Regions from separate parts of the Mus musculus genome. Here regions 1 and 2 are each linked to region 3. The links are chromatin contacts, called in public HiChIP or PLAC-seq and promoter capture Hi-C maps. All regions are on one chromosome and are shown on one strand. The core of a region is the stretch at or near the end of the contact, and the rest is flanking DNA. Distances in the headings are between cores, read along the strand shown.

The links. HiChIP or PLAC-seq counts read pairs in DNA pulled down with a chosen protein or histone mark. Capture Hi-C pulls out chosen DNA fragments and counts their contacts.
Region 1: a contact with region 3 is called in an H3K4me3 HiChIP or PLAC-seq map of embryonic midbrain, with 5 times the contacts expected there. The contact joins the enhancer-like site here to the promoter of Fgr in region 3. A contact is called at or near these places in 9 of 39 promoter capture datasets (the 3T3-L1 cell line, 3T3-L1-derived adipocytes, hippocampal neurons and 5 more), 1 of 15 datasets of contacts at CTCF or cohesin (large pre-B cells), 2 of 484 Hi-C or Micro-C datasets (bone marrow-derived macrophages and tail fibroblasts), 10 of 115 datasets of contacts at active chromatin or transcription factors (T-cell acute lymphoblastic leukemia, acute myeloid leukemia, double positive thymocytes and 6 more) and 4 of 9 other capture datasets (adipose tissue, embryonic stem cells, liver and 1 more).
Region 2: a promoter capture Hi-C map of liver shows a contact between it and region 3, with 3 times the contacts expected there. The contact joins the promoter of Slc9a1 here to the promoter of Fgr in region 3. A contact is called at or near these places in 5 of 115 datasets of contacts at active chromatin or transcription factors (T-cell acute lymphoblastic leukemia, double positive thymocytes, embryonic stem cells and 1 more) and 2 of 9 other capture datasets (liver and pancreatic islet).

The regions. Positions count from the first base shown.
Region 1 is chr4:133,299,430-133,304,043 of GRCm38.p6, forward strand. Wdtc1 (WD and tetratricopeptide repeats 1) reads right to left here. Exons shown (of 16, transcript NM_199306.4): 9 at 4,122-4,237; 10 at 2,954-3,026; 11 at 2,290-2,398; 12 at 1,132-1,305. Among named protein-coding and RNA genes, the nearest start is that of Tmem222, 24 kb to the left of the region's middle. Within about 2 kb of position 2,577, at least 33 of the 459 cell types and tissues checked have an H3K27ac peak or open chromatin away from gene starts, as enhancers often do. A contact at or near this core is called in stem cell-derived epiblast-like cells, where this site is marked.
Region 2 is chr4:133,367,218-133,371,954 of GRCm38.p6, forward strand. Slc9a1 (solute carrier family 9 (sodium/hydrogen exchanger), member 1) reads left to right here and starts at 2,518. Exons shown (of 12, transcript NM_016981.3): 1 at 2,518-3,690. The coding sequence starts at 3,327. It overlaps Mir5122 (microRNA 5122), which reads left to right and starts at 2,559; the gene lies at 2,559-2,647.
Region 3 is chr4:132,972,080-132,976,396 of GRCm38.p6, forward strand. It overlaps Fgr (FGR proto-oncogene, Src family tyrosine kinase), which reads left to right and starts at 2,016. Exons shown (of 13, transcript NM_010208.4): 1 at 2,016-2,191.

The DNA of each region.
Region 1 (4,614 bases), core at 1,327-3,826, 330 kb after region 3:
TCCAAGACTTACTGCTTCCTGCATCTTTCCTATTTCATGCCGAACTATGCCAGAGAGTTTATTCTCGTTCAGTGGCTGGGCACTCTGGGGCACAGGGACTCAGAGTGATAGAACTCTGTCTCCCCAGTACCTAGCACACAGTGGGAACTCAGAAAACAAGCTGTGAATTCAGAAATCACCAACTTCTCTCAGCAAAAATACAGACACGAAGCTGAGCTCTCAGCCAAGTCAAGATGAAGGGGTTGTCACACCCTACCCAACCAGTGTAACAGAGGTGACACAACTCAGATGGCTGGGCCCCAGATAGTCCTCTTTTGAATGTGGGTGCCCCTTGATCCCTGGGGAAAGTCCCGAGGCTTCAGCTAACTGCTCTGTGTGTGGCATCTCCCCCACTCCCATCCTGCTGACTTGAGTGGGTTCCTTAAGCTTCCCCAGGCCTGCCTAGTTTCAGCCAGACGATGGCACACCAGCTGGCCTGTCTGTCTGGGCAGAGCCGACGGATGCCAGACGGAGCAGAAATGGCTGTGGGCCCAGCTCTATCCATCTCTAGTCTTGGCCCTGGCTGGGGGATGGGGTCTGCCTGCCTGCCTGTCTGATGGTGCTGCAGGCAGGGCTGGGACACTGATGATCTCTGCAGATGTGGGGCATCTTAGGATCCTGACCTGCCTATCCCATTATCACAGGCCAGTGTATGTCTGAGGTCTAGCTCGTATGTGGTCCAGTGATGGGTGTAAGAACCCAGAAAGCAGATTGCAGGGCCATTCAGCCTCAGACTCATTTTATAAAGGTACAAATGAGCTCTCCAAGCTCTGCAGTCGGATCTATCAAGGTCCCACTCTTCTCTCAAAAGTCCAACCCAAGCCTCAACTCTCCAGTAATTAGTATCACCACCCCTCTTAATCCCTACTTCCATTCACACCTTATAACAAAGCAACGTGTGAATCTCCCTCCCACACACTAAATGTCTTGTGCTACCTCAGCCTTAGGTAGAAAGGAGGGGGCCTATGTTCAAGAGGCCCCAAGAGCTGGGATGCCAATGCCACCTTCTGTGGATGCCCTAGCAACTTGGTCTCATGGCCCAGGTGCTTCAGCCCTTGTTCTGACCGAGAAACCCCTGCGGTTCCCACTCACCACTTGCGCTTCATGTAGGCGGCAGCTCGGTTGCCATAGAGCATAGCGTTGTGCGGGGCCTTCTGCACAGCCTGGCTGTAGAGCTGGATGGCCTGGGTCCACTGCTGGCAGGCGAAGGCTTCATTGGCCTGCTGCTTCACACGCTCCAGGTATGGGGGCAGCTCCACCTGGGGGCTGCGAGGGAAGGAGAGCCAAGTCAGACCACTTAAAGATTAGTAGCCCTACCCAAGGGCCACGCATGGTTTTGTGGACCCTGGCACCTCACTGCCATCTAGGAGATGGGGCCACTTTCATGCTGAGCTTGGGCCATTATCTATTACCATGAAAGAATATGCATAATTCCAAGTGCTTTGAGCCAGTAAAGGAGCGGCAGGAAAGCCATTACCAACCAAATGCTGGGGTTCGGGTGACAGCCACTGGTGCCACCTTCATCTGCACTGAACTAATCTTGTGACCACTCTACTTCCTCCTATGGGAAAAGTCTGTCTCAAGGACGAGACAACAGAGGGGTGGGAAGAGAACAGAGGCAGGGATGTACTGTAATGGGAACTACTGTAATGGGACGGATTATCTGCATGGGAGACCAAGTCAATACTCAGAGGCAGCTAGCCTCTGGACCCTTACCCCAGGGCTGGGGCAGAAGGACAAACTTCAATCTGGGTATGTTTGGCAGCCTCTCAGATAGAAGCTGCCTTTGGAACACTAGCTGCCCTCTAAGAAGCCCCTCTGGCCCAACCTCTACCATCTGGGATTCACAACTGGGTTGAGGTCAGGAGGGAGGGTTTTTTGTTTGTGTGTGTGTGTGTGTGTGTGTGTGTGTGTGTGCGTGCACATGCATACATGCATTGTATGTGTGTGTTTTGTTGAGATTTTTGTATTATGGATGTTTTTCCTCTATCAATGTCTGTGCACCAAATGTGTGCAGTGCCTGAGGAGGCCAGAGGAAGGCACTAGATCCACTGGAAATGGAGCTACAGACAGCTATGGCAGCTGTATAGGTTCTGGGAATGGAAGCTGGGTCCTCTGAAAGAGCAGCCAGTGTTCAACTGCTGAGTAGTCTCTCTCCAGCGCCACGAAGACAGGCTTATAGGGCATGCTTATCTCCCCGTCCACACACTGTCACTGAGACTGAAGGCCACTGAGGTCAGCTGGCCTCACCTGATGCACCCCTTGCTCTCTGGCAGCCGGAAGCCGTTGCTGTGAAGGTGTAGGCCATTCGACACGCCGTTGGACACCCCGTTAGTAGACATCTTGCCGTTCTGGACTTCTGGAAGAATGAGAAGAAAGTAAGAGTGATGCCTGAGGAGGAGGGCTTCACTTCTCTGCATCCCTTGGCTTCCATCATGGGACCTGATGGCTCCACTGTGAGACTATTCTCCCAGGTCAGATCCAGTCCCAGAAAACAAGTCAGGACAGGCAGGCAGTGGAATAAAGAAAAGCCCGTGCGCCCTCTGCTGGCTACAGAGGGTACAGCTCCTTTCTGTCTGCCATTCCCCACAGCTGAGGTCGGGGAGGGAATGAGGGGAGAAGAGGTTGGGGCTCAGCTGTGAGCCACAGGGAGAAATCCATGAACCAGGGTGAGAAGGGAAAGGGCAGCTACCTCAAGTGCTTAAGAGCCAGGGCACTGGAAGGGCCCATCTTCCATAAGCCTTGGACAGAGCTCTGACCCGTCTGACTATCCTTCTGATAAGGCCAGGGTAGAGATCTTCTCTTTTGGAGTGTGTAGACACAGGTCAGAGTAACGAGTGGGCTTCTCCTCAGAGGGACATAAGTACACAAGCCTCCACCCACCCCGTCATGGGTTCCCCAAGGGAGAACTTACCCACGGAGTGGCATTTTCTAGGCAAGAGGAAGGTATATGGCCGTTGCTTGTAAGTCAAGTCAAACAGATACACCTAGGATTGGGGAGAGATGGAGGCCGTGAGGCAAGGATGTGGCTGAAGCCTCGGTCAGATCTGGGCAGCTTTCAAGATCAGACTCCTCAACTCCCAGTGAGCACTGAGCACGGAGCCATAGAGCTCGCCAGATGGGACCATGAAAGGAACTCTAAACAGGAAAGTCCTCCAGGCTTTTGAGTCTTGGGGTGGGCGGGCTATGTGACTTACACAAAGCCCTTGCTGACACTGGACCTTCCCTGGGAGCACATATTTAAATCTGAAAGATCCTCAAAGGTGCAAATATCTTGTTTTATAGATGAGAAAAATGAGGTCTCAGAGAAGGGAAGCTACTAAAAGAGACACTGCCAATTTTCTCCTGTCAGTCAGCAAGTGTCATCTGTTATCTGAGTGCTTGCGCCTCGGTGCTTATTCTGTTCCAGAGCTCTGCTGGGCGTATGACCAAGGATAAGCTTTGACTTCTGATCCTCTGGTGTTTACCTCTCGCACAGTGGGACTTGAAGGCACAAATCACCATCCCTGTTTCCTGGCTTGTGTGGTGCTAGGGCTCAAGCTCAGGGTTTTGTGCACGTTAGGTGAGCACTCTGTTCAGTGACTAACACCCCTAGTCCTCTTCATTAGGCTGTGAGCGTGTGGTGTACCGGGAATCCCGGCAAGCACACACTACAGTGCTCATGGATGTCAGGATCGCTTCCTTCCGTTTGTTTTCCATCACTCCTGTTAGACTGGAATTCACTATGTAAGCAAGGCTGGTCTTAAACTCTCAGAGATCCACGTGCCTCTGCCTCCCAAGTGCTGGGAATAAAAAGTGTCCCAGAGGGGCAGCTGGAGAGTGGGTTCTCTCTTCTGCCTCAGGGTTTGGGGACTAAACTCAGGTTGTCTGGCATGAACAGCATGTTTACCTGAGGAGCCACTTTGCAGACCTTCTAGAGCATTCTTAACCAAAATGCCATGTCTGTCTAGTTCTCTAAAGAGAAGGCTAGGTTAGGGTAATGCTGGTCCCTCACATGTCACATGTCATTTACAAAGAAGATGTTACTTTTATCTGCCAAGACAGGGACTGTGGGTGAGAGTCTCACCAGGCAGGGGACCTACCTGCTCTCCTCCCATGTTGACTAGCAGCTCTGTGCCATTGGGGCTGAAGGTCACATAGGTGGCAACCAGCACTCTCAGACGGCTGTTATAGTCAGGCAGCTTCACCGGCAGGTGACCTGCCAAGAAGAGCACACGACCCTAGGATGAGACTTCAGCCCCTACTTAGAGAGCCAGGGCACGGTGTAAAGACAGCCAAATGGGAAAGGCTAGCCACCGACTGCATGGAGGCAGCTAGCTACAAGTGTTGAGCCTCAGGATAGTCAACAGGTCAGCAGCCTCAGGCTTGCCCTCGGTCATTTTGTGTGTGACACAGGGTCTTGCTGAGAAGTCCAGACTGATTTTATTATTAGCTCTTTCAGATTAATGTTGCGATTTTGAGCCTCCTGTCTTAGCCTCTCGAGTTCTGGGATTACAATCCCATTTTTAAAGAGAAGAAACTCCTCAGAGTTAAGTGATTTGTTGACAGTTACACAGCTGGTCAAAATGAGGAGTG
Region 2 (4,737 bases), core at 1,268-3,767, 400 kb after region 3:
TCTCATCTCAATGCCAGATGGCAAGCCTGGCTTGTTCTGATCTGTGACCTAGAAGTCATTCCCTTTTCTCACCTCCATTGGAGCTACTGTTTGTCTTTCATCTGTTCTCAGTATTGTCTTAAAGTGTTGGGGATCGAACCCGGGGTGTTGCTCATGCTAGGACAGCTGCTCCATGATAGTCTCCGAATCCCATAACACACCCCTCATGTGTGTATGGGTATGGTATATGCATAGTGTGTTGTGTTGTGTGCAAGTGCATCAGCCTTGTACAGGCAGACGCCAAACTAGGAATCATGTTTCCTGTGACCTTTCCTTAGTCTCTCAAGATGGAGTCTCTCACTGAACCTGGAGCCAGGCTGGTGGGCAGCAAGCCCTAGCAATCTTTTTTGTCTCCATTCTCCAAGGTACGAGGGTTAAAGGTATGTGGGCATACTTGGCTTTCTTGTTCTTTTCTTTTAACTCTGAGAGCTGGGGATTTATTTGAATGATGGTCCTTAGCCACTAAAGCATCTTTCCAGGTCTGTTTCTGAATCTTCTCTTTCTTTCTTTCTTTCTTTCTTTCTTTCTTTCTTTCTTTCTTTCTTTTCTTTTCTTTTCTTCTTTCTTTCTTTCTTTCTTTCTTTCTTTCTTTCTTTCTTTCTTTCTTTCTTTCTTTCTTTCTTTCTTTTTCTTTTTTTTTTTTTCCGGTCACCTCCCAGTGTCTGAATCTATTCCTGGAAAAACGTGGCAAGGTTCAGAAAAGTCAGAAATGTTTTACACTTGGTTGTCATATCACACTCTTGTTACTTGAAAACACCTTTTTCCAGATGGAAAGTACACAAACTCTGAAGGCATGGTGAACTCCCACAACATAACTGCCTCTGAGTAACTGGGTATGGACCACCCAGTGAAGGAACAGGACACTCCCAGAGCTGGGAAGCTCACCTTGAGCTCTGGAGCTGACCCTAATCACCATTCACAGTCCCACTCCACGCCTCATGCCTATGTCCCTAGCTCAGCAGAAATCCTTGTCAAGAAAGTTCTGAAGAGATTTGTCAAACGAAAACAAACCCCTCTAACAGCCCCTTGAACAAATCACCTTGGATTTCTCGGCTTTAATTAACCTTTCCATGAAACAGGATGGCATTTGAAATGATTTAAAAACTTCTCAGTCTGGGCTCAGCGGTGGTGTGCTTACCTAGCACGCACAGGGTTCTGTGTTCAGATCCTACTTCTGAGGGGGGGGGGAAGAGTTCTCATGATTGCACCATGTAGACACAATGTCTCGACCTTTCTGAACTCTAATCAATATCATTCATTCAAATTCCAGTTCCGGCTGTGTGTGGTGGTGCATACCAGTAATCCCACTTGAGAGGGAGAGGCAGGAGGATTGCCAAAAATTAGAAGCCAGCTGGGCTACATTGTAAGAATGTAGCCTTTCGCACAAAACAGAACATGCCCCTTCTGGAAGCTGTTTTCTGTCTGCAGATAATAAAAATCCTTCTTTTCTCTTTAAACCAGACAGACAGACAGACAGATAGACAGACAGACAAAAACAATACCCAGCCTCTTACTTTTTGGTTGTTTCACTACTGTTATGAGTTGAAACACGCCCTTTCAAAAGAAGCTGAAGTCCTACCCCTGCCCACCCCTCAGTGCCCGAGAATGTGGCTTTATTTAGATGAGGGGTTTTGTTGTTGTTGTTGTTGTTTTAAATCTCTTTGAGACAGGGTCTCCCTACTGACCTCAGCCTGGTCTAGAACTCACTTTGTTACACAAGCTGACGTTGAGTTAAAAATTCCTCTTTCTTTAGTTTCCCAAATGCTGGAATTACAGTTTCCCACCGTTCGTGGCTCAGATTGGGTTTTTGAAGTTGATCAAGGTAAGGTACGCCATTAGGGCCAATTCCTAATTCAATTTGCTTGGAGTCCTTTTAAAGGGGGAAATTTGGACCTAAAGACGGATACAGGGAGGCTGGGGTTATGCCGCCACAGTCAAGGGAAGCCAATACATTGCCATCAAAGCACCTGTGGCTGGGATGCAGGAACGGATTTCAGCTCACACGGTCCTCAGCACAGGTCAATGCTTGGGAACATACAGAGTGCAGATTTCTAGCCCATTTCATTCATTCATTTAACTTTATTTTGTGACACTGGGCATAGGAACCAATGGTAGACAAGCACTCTACCTCTGAACCACGATCCCATCCCTTTCATTCTAAACATTTCTCATAGATCACCTCATTTAACCATCTTGTTATCCTTTTGTTATAGCTATCCATCTCCACCTTACAGTTGAGAAAGCTGTGAAACAGAGAGGCTAAATAACTTGTTCAAAGTCACATGCTAACAAGAAAACACTTTGTAGATAGTACAGTATGTCACTCGTGTTAGATTGTACTTTTTTTTTTTTTTTTTTTTTTCCAATTTAGGTCTCGGCTTCCTCTTCTTACGTGACACTTCCTTCCCTGGGCGACAGGGGCCGCTGCACCGCGCGGGCGCTGACAGGTCTCTCTAGCTTGCTGCGCCTGCTACTCGTTGGTGCCTATAAATGGCTGCGCTGTGCTCAGCGAGGCATCAGTCCGCTACCGCGGGACCCGGGGCTGTGTCAGGTCTGGAAGTGGAGCTGGAGCTGACCGAAGGAGCTGCCGCTGGGCCGGGGTGGAACACAGCTCTGCACCGGGGTCTTAAGGAGGGGTGTGTTGCTGCTGGCTCACTGCGAGCCGCCTCCAGCCTGCGCCGAGGCACCTTCCCGCCAGGCCGTCTGCCTCTGTCTTCCGCCTCCCTCCATTTCCCCGGAATCTCAGCCCGGCGCGGCTGGACCCTGGCTCTCCTGTGGGTGGGAAAGCCCCAGCCTTTTTCCTGCTATACTCCTTTATCCCAGGCTGGCCTTCCAGCCTTCTCTCGCCTTTCCCTGCGGAGTGGGTCTCACCCTTTTCCGTCTTTAGCCCAGGCTCCTTACCCCTCCCCTTTAGCCGAGTTCCAGCACCCTGGTGATTTTCCTTAGCCAAAGGTCCTATCCTTCTTCCTCCTTTCCCTTGCCCGTGGTCCAGCCTATCCGGCCCTTCCCCTCTCTTCAGGACGCAGTTTCCCCGATTTCCTTCTCTCAGCCTGAAGTTCTAGATCCTTTCGGTTTCCTCCTTAGTCCCTCCAAGGTACTTAACCCCTTTTTGCAGTTTGGACTTTGAGATTGTGAATCTCTAGAAAACGAAAATACTTCTCTAAAACATGAACTTTTCCTAGAGATTGCCCCAGTCTCACCCCATCTGCAGGACTCCTTGCTACCTATGTCCCAGGTCTTACACGCACTTCGCTAAGGGCTGAGGCCTCCTAGGCTGGGGGATCAGTATGATGCTTCGGTGGTCCGGCGTCTGGGGATTTCATCCACCTCGGATCTTCCCCTCCTTGCTGGTGGTGGTTGCCTTGGTGGGACTGCTACCTGTTCTCAGGAGCCACGGCCTCCAGCACAGCCCTACTGCCAGCACCATCAGAGGTTCTGAACCACCCCGGGAACGCTCAATTGGGGATGTCACCACGGCACCATCAGAGCCTCTCCATCGCCCAGATGACCACAATTTGACCAACTTAATCATTGAACATGGCGGTAAGCCATCTCGGAAGGCCTTCCCAGTCCTGGACATTGACTACCCTCACGTGCGCACACCCTTTGAGATCTCCCTCTGGATTCTCCTGGCCTGCCTCATGAAGATAGGTAAGTGCATGATGGTGCTGTTGCTGCCACCACCAGATAGGTGAGCTTCTTGCCCCACTTGTTACCAGGTTCTGCTTCTCAGGCTCTGAATGAACCACTTCTGCAACGCGGGCGGGCAGCCTCTCCCTCCTTTTTGTTGGTCCTTAAACTCCAGCTCTGGCCTGTGAGCTGGCATTATGTAGCAGGAGGGAGGGTCAGGAGCGTGCACGAGATGGGATGCTTCTGATATTGGTTTCAGAAAAGCTGCCAAGGCTTGGCTGGTCTCCTACAGCTGGGATGGGACCTAGAGAGGAGGCAGGTGCTTAGCTATGTGTAAGACAGGAATATCCTTTAGCAAGTGGCCCTTTCTGTCCTGTCAACAGGAATCAGTACGGATTTATTACATTCTTTGTGAAAGGGTGTTTTAGGACTTGGCCTGTCTAAGGATTTTGCGTAGAGTAAGGAACTAGGTACAAGGCACTTAGGTGTGTGGTAGAACACAGGGATCCCCAGAGACTTATTTACCTTCATCCCCAGAGTGATACCTCTCAGCTTTGCCTGCCAAGGCCAGTCAGAAGCCCCTGAGTCAGGTCCCAGTCCAGAAATGCCAACCGTTATCCAGTTCATAGGAATGGCTACAGCCAGCCATTTGGGGATGGCAAGAAAGTAGAGGAGGTTGAGGTTTGGTTCAGGTTTGTACCCAACTGACTAGAGACGGGGACCACCCATTGAAGGCAAAGAGATAGAGAAGAGCTGGGTCTAAAGAGATTTTAAAATATTCTTTTTGGAAGAATGACATGAAAATGCTGTTCCTTCTCCAAGGGTTGGGGTTCCTGCCCAGCCTGAGCACCCTGTTCTGCTGGGTGATTGGTGGGGTTCTCCCGAGGCTGCATAGCCCAGAAGTTCCTGGAGATGGTATCTAGGGGGCTTTTCAAGCTACCTTAAGTTTTCCAGCCCACTTTCAGCGAACTGAAAGTGGGAGCCACCGGGTCTCTCTCTGCTTCCCTCTTTGCTTGAGATTTGGGTTTTGAGGAGTTAGAGACTCTGGGCAGGAAGTCTCGCAGCTTC
Region 3 (4,317 bases), core at 766-3,265:
CAAATAGCATTTACCACGTGGCAGGCCCTTGGTGTGACAGCTACAGGGTCTCTCCCAAGGTTTTTGTGAAGTGCTGTCTTCTGCAGTCTTTATTGCATGAAGAATGGAAATGCAGAGAGCAAGCATAACTTGTCCAAGGGCACCAACAGCTAGGGAGTCTGTCTCTGCAACCAGGTAGCATGGGACGGAAGTCTGTGGTCAGGAAGGCTTCTCTGAGGAGGGAGCAAACATAGTAACCAACCGGAAGGAGCCGGTTTCAGACCAGAAGAAGAGTGCTCCAGGCAAGAGCAGGTGAGGGCTCTGCTGGAAAGTGTGTGAACACTGGGGAAGGCCCCTAGGGAGCCACCCAGGAGCTGGACTTAGAAGAAGAATTACAGAGCAATTCCTCCAAGATCAGTGTATGTCCTTCTGTCTCTCCCTTATTCCCTCCCTCTCTCCCTTGCTTCTCTCTTTTCCCTCCTGTTTTTTCTTCCTTCCTCTTTTCCTCTCTCCTCTTCTGTCTTCTCTTCCCATCTCCTCTAATCTCTGCCTTCTCCTGTCCTATCTCCCTGCCTTCCTCTGCCTCCCCCTCCTCCTCCTCCTCCTCTTCCCTTCCTCCCTCCTCTCAGGTAGAGAATCACTACTCCTCTTTGGCTGTCCTCCAATCCACAGGGCTCAAGCATCCTCTTGAGTAGCTGGGAGTGCAGCTGGTGCGGCTGTTCCTTTTGTATCTGGGCTCCCTATGGCTGGGCTCCCATTGGCCACGATATACATTTATTTGTTAATTGCACACATGGATCAATGGCCAAGGCCAACTTAGAGGATGCTCTATAATGGTGGCAGTGCTATCCAGGCAGGGTAAAGCCACCCTCCCACAGTCCCTGAACCTCCACTACATTTCCTTTCTTCCTCCTACACCCACTTCATATTTTCCTAAGAGAGAAGCACTTTTATTTGGTTTTTTGAGACAGAGTTTCTTTGTGTAGCCTTGGTTGTTTTGGAACTCACTCCATAGACCAGGCTGGCCTCAAACTCAACAAAGATCTGCTTGCCTCAGCCTCCCAAGTGCTGGAGTTAAAGGTGTTTGCCATGGCTCATTGAGAGAAGCATTCCTATCTGCATCCATCACTTGCTGACACCGTGTGTGTCACCATGATCCTCCTGAACTTGTACTTTAGGGCGCTCACACACAGCCCCCTACACCCCTGTCTGTACACAGAAGCACACCTGACTGCATAATGTGTCCGAGCTGTTGATTCTAAACCCAGTCACGCATCGTCATCGCCTATCATCAGTATAGCCCCGGGGACACCCACTTGAATCTTCCATGCCTTAAGCCCTCACCCTCCCACAAACATTTCCAATTCAACCCTAGCTCTCCCTCCCCAGGCAGGGGGATTTCCTGGGTCTCAGTGCACCTTGGTTTTAGAGAGGTAATACTGGTAATAACTCTTGGTTTTAAAGGGAGGGTGGGTATCGGGCTGGGGGAGTATAGGGAGGGCTCTCCTAGAGACACTGTGATTGATTAAGGATTCTCCTCAGCTTCTCTAAAACTTGTGTGTGGCAGTAGCCTGATGGGAGCTGATTGTTGTGAAAAACAGGTACCCAAAGGCAAGGGCCTTATCTCCACCGCCCAGTTCCTAAAGATGAGGCGGCAGGGTATAAGTGACAGGCAAAAGATCCCTGGCAAATGTAGTGACAGTAGTGTAAAGGCTACAGGCTATGTGAACTTGGGCCAAGTTATCCTGACCTGGCTCTGTGTTTTCCTACCTAGGAGATGAGTGGGGAGTGGGAGCCTTTGGGATGGCCAACCCCCCACCCCCTTGGTATCCCACTCTAGTAACTAAAGGGACAGGTCCCTTTGGCCGGAACCTTTGGGAAGGAGCTGGGGCGCAGGGACAGCGCTGGGAGAGCCCATCCACAGCGGGAAGTGGGAGCCAGCGGACTTTGGATCTGGGGGCCCCTCCTGGCTTTGGGCAGCAGTCTAGGGGCTGAGGCGTGACTTCGACTTCTCTGGCTGCCGCCTCCTCCTCCGCAGTCACCAAAATAAGAGAAGTCCGAGACGGCTTCCTCCTCCCTCCCCAGAGTAGGTAGTAGGGGCAGAGGCGGGTAGCACCTCACTTTACCCCCCACATCGCCTCTCCTGGTTGCTGGAAGTTAGGGTTGGCTCGCCCCAGATCGAGTCACCCGCAGCTGGCTCCCTTGAGACCAGGTAGGCGGCCAAACCCGGTGGGGGCTGGTAGGGCAAATGTTGCCCCGCCCCTAACCGTCCTCACCTTGGAGGGAAGATTTGGGGGTAAACCTGAACTTTGAGAGCTGAGCAAGTTGAAAGCGGGAGATGGGGGTGGGGATCCCATTCAGAAAGGAAATGAAGAAGGAAAACTAAGGAAAGCTGGAAAAGGCTGATAAAAACCTAGGAGAAGGCCGAGGCAGTACGGCGAAGGCAGACCAAAAATTCCCCCTAAAAGTCTAAATGGGGAAAGAGAGGGAAACTGTGTTGTAAATTTGATAAAATTTGGGGAGAGGGCTGAAAGTACAGGAAGGCACTGTGGGATCCCCCAAAAGCGTCTAGGGAGAGCCCTGAGAGGCTTTCAGGAGGAGAAAAAGGAAAGAAGCTGAGGGGGTATGAGAGAGGGGTAGTAGGTGGGGAAACTGGAAAGGGGGAGGGGATACTGAGGAAATCGGTCGCGAGTTCCCGAGAAGGGGGTCTAGGAGAGTGACTTCTGCAGAACTCGGAGTCCAGAGTGCAGTTCTGGGGTCTCAGAGGCCGGCTATCTGGATTCCTCAGAGGGAAGCGGGGAGTCTGCAAACTCCCCCCAGACCCTCTAGCTACATCAGTGGGGCAGCGGGTTCCAGACACCCTGGGGATTCCTTCCAGCAGCTGGAGGCGTGGATCTGGGTTTCCTGGGGAAGACCTCACCCTGGGGCATCAGACCTCCCTGGGTGCTTTTCCCTATCCGCAGTGGCGGTCAAGGTTTGCGTCCCTGTCGGGATCCGGGAATTGCTGGCAGCCCCGACGGAAATCCTGCTTTTGACCGCCAATGCCCGCAGGGGCTGTTTCCATGGCAACACAGGGCAGTGAGGCCAGTTGGCTTTGGGCCGCTGCAGGCTCAAGGCTGGCAGCCAACTTTGGTCCCTGCCTTCGTCCCCATTTTTGGTCCTTGATCCGGGTGTGTTGCACCACAGAGGGAGTGAGAGGGTGCCGCTTGGTGTTCAGGGGTCTCCTGCCTCAGAGACATGTTCTCTTAGCAAGAATGGGCCTTTAATTGCTATGCAGACCTCAAGGAGAGCTAGCTTTCTCTGGACTTTTGCTTTTCTCATTGGAACTTTGGGGAAGAAACTAGCCCTCCCCATACCAAAGCTGTGCCTAGTGGCTCATGCCTATAATAATCCTTGCATCCAGCAAACAGAGGTAGGGAGGTTGTCACGAGTTCAAGACCACCTTGAGCGATATAAGCAGAAAGACAGGTGGGGTGGGGGAAACAGAAATAGAATGGGAAGGGGTGGGGCGGGGAGGAGAGGGGAGAATGGAGGAGAAGGCAGATGAAGTTCTATCAGATCCAGGCCAGCTGGCTCTACACAGTTCTTTGCCTTCTCAAAGCATGGAGGACCAGAAAGCTTCGCTGACAGGGCCTCTGAGAACCAGCACACAGTTGGCATCTACTAAATGTCACGTTTACTAGGGCCCATTCCAAGAAGGTTAGCAGGGTTCGCATCTGTACCCCACTCTCCAGGTGGCCACCCTACAAGCAAGCCTTTTGTAGTCTAGAATTGGATGCAATGAGCATCCTTCCATTTGTAGTGGGAAGGTGGAGGGGGTAGCCAAGCTGTGTGGACCCAAGAGAGGGGGAGGTGGAGGGGGGCTCCTGCCTATATCAGCTCCTGCTCCCCAGCAGGCTTGAAGCTGTGAGTGAGATTGTGTGAGGGTGCTCCCCAGTGTGCTGTGGGCTTGAAGTGAATGTGTTCACGCCTGGGTGCTTGCTTTTGTGTGGTTATTGGGGGTGGGGGGTGGGGGCTGCTCGGAAGCTACCTAAGGTTGAAGTGACAAGGGACGTAACCAGCCCTGACAGGCTGGGTAAGGGACAGGGAAGACAGAGATGAGGAAGGAAGAGCCAAGTCTCTTCCACACAGCACATTGGGTCAGCCGATGGTAAGGAAAGCAGACTGCCCCATCCCACTCCCTCAAGACTAAGGGATGAGATTAAAGGCTTGGGCCACCACAGACAGCAGGGGTCTCTCTCTCTCTCTCTCTCTCTCTCTCTCTCTCTCTCTTCCTGGATATTCGAGGCAGGGTTTCTCTGTGTAACCTTGGCTACCCTGGAACTCTGTAGACCAGGT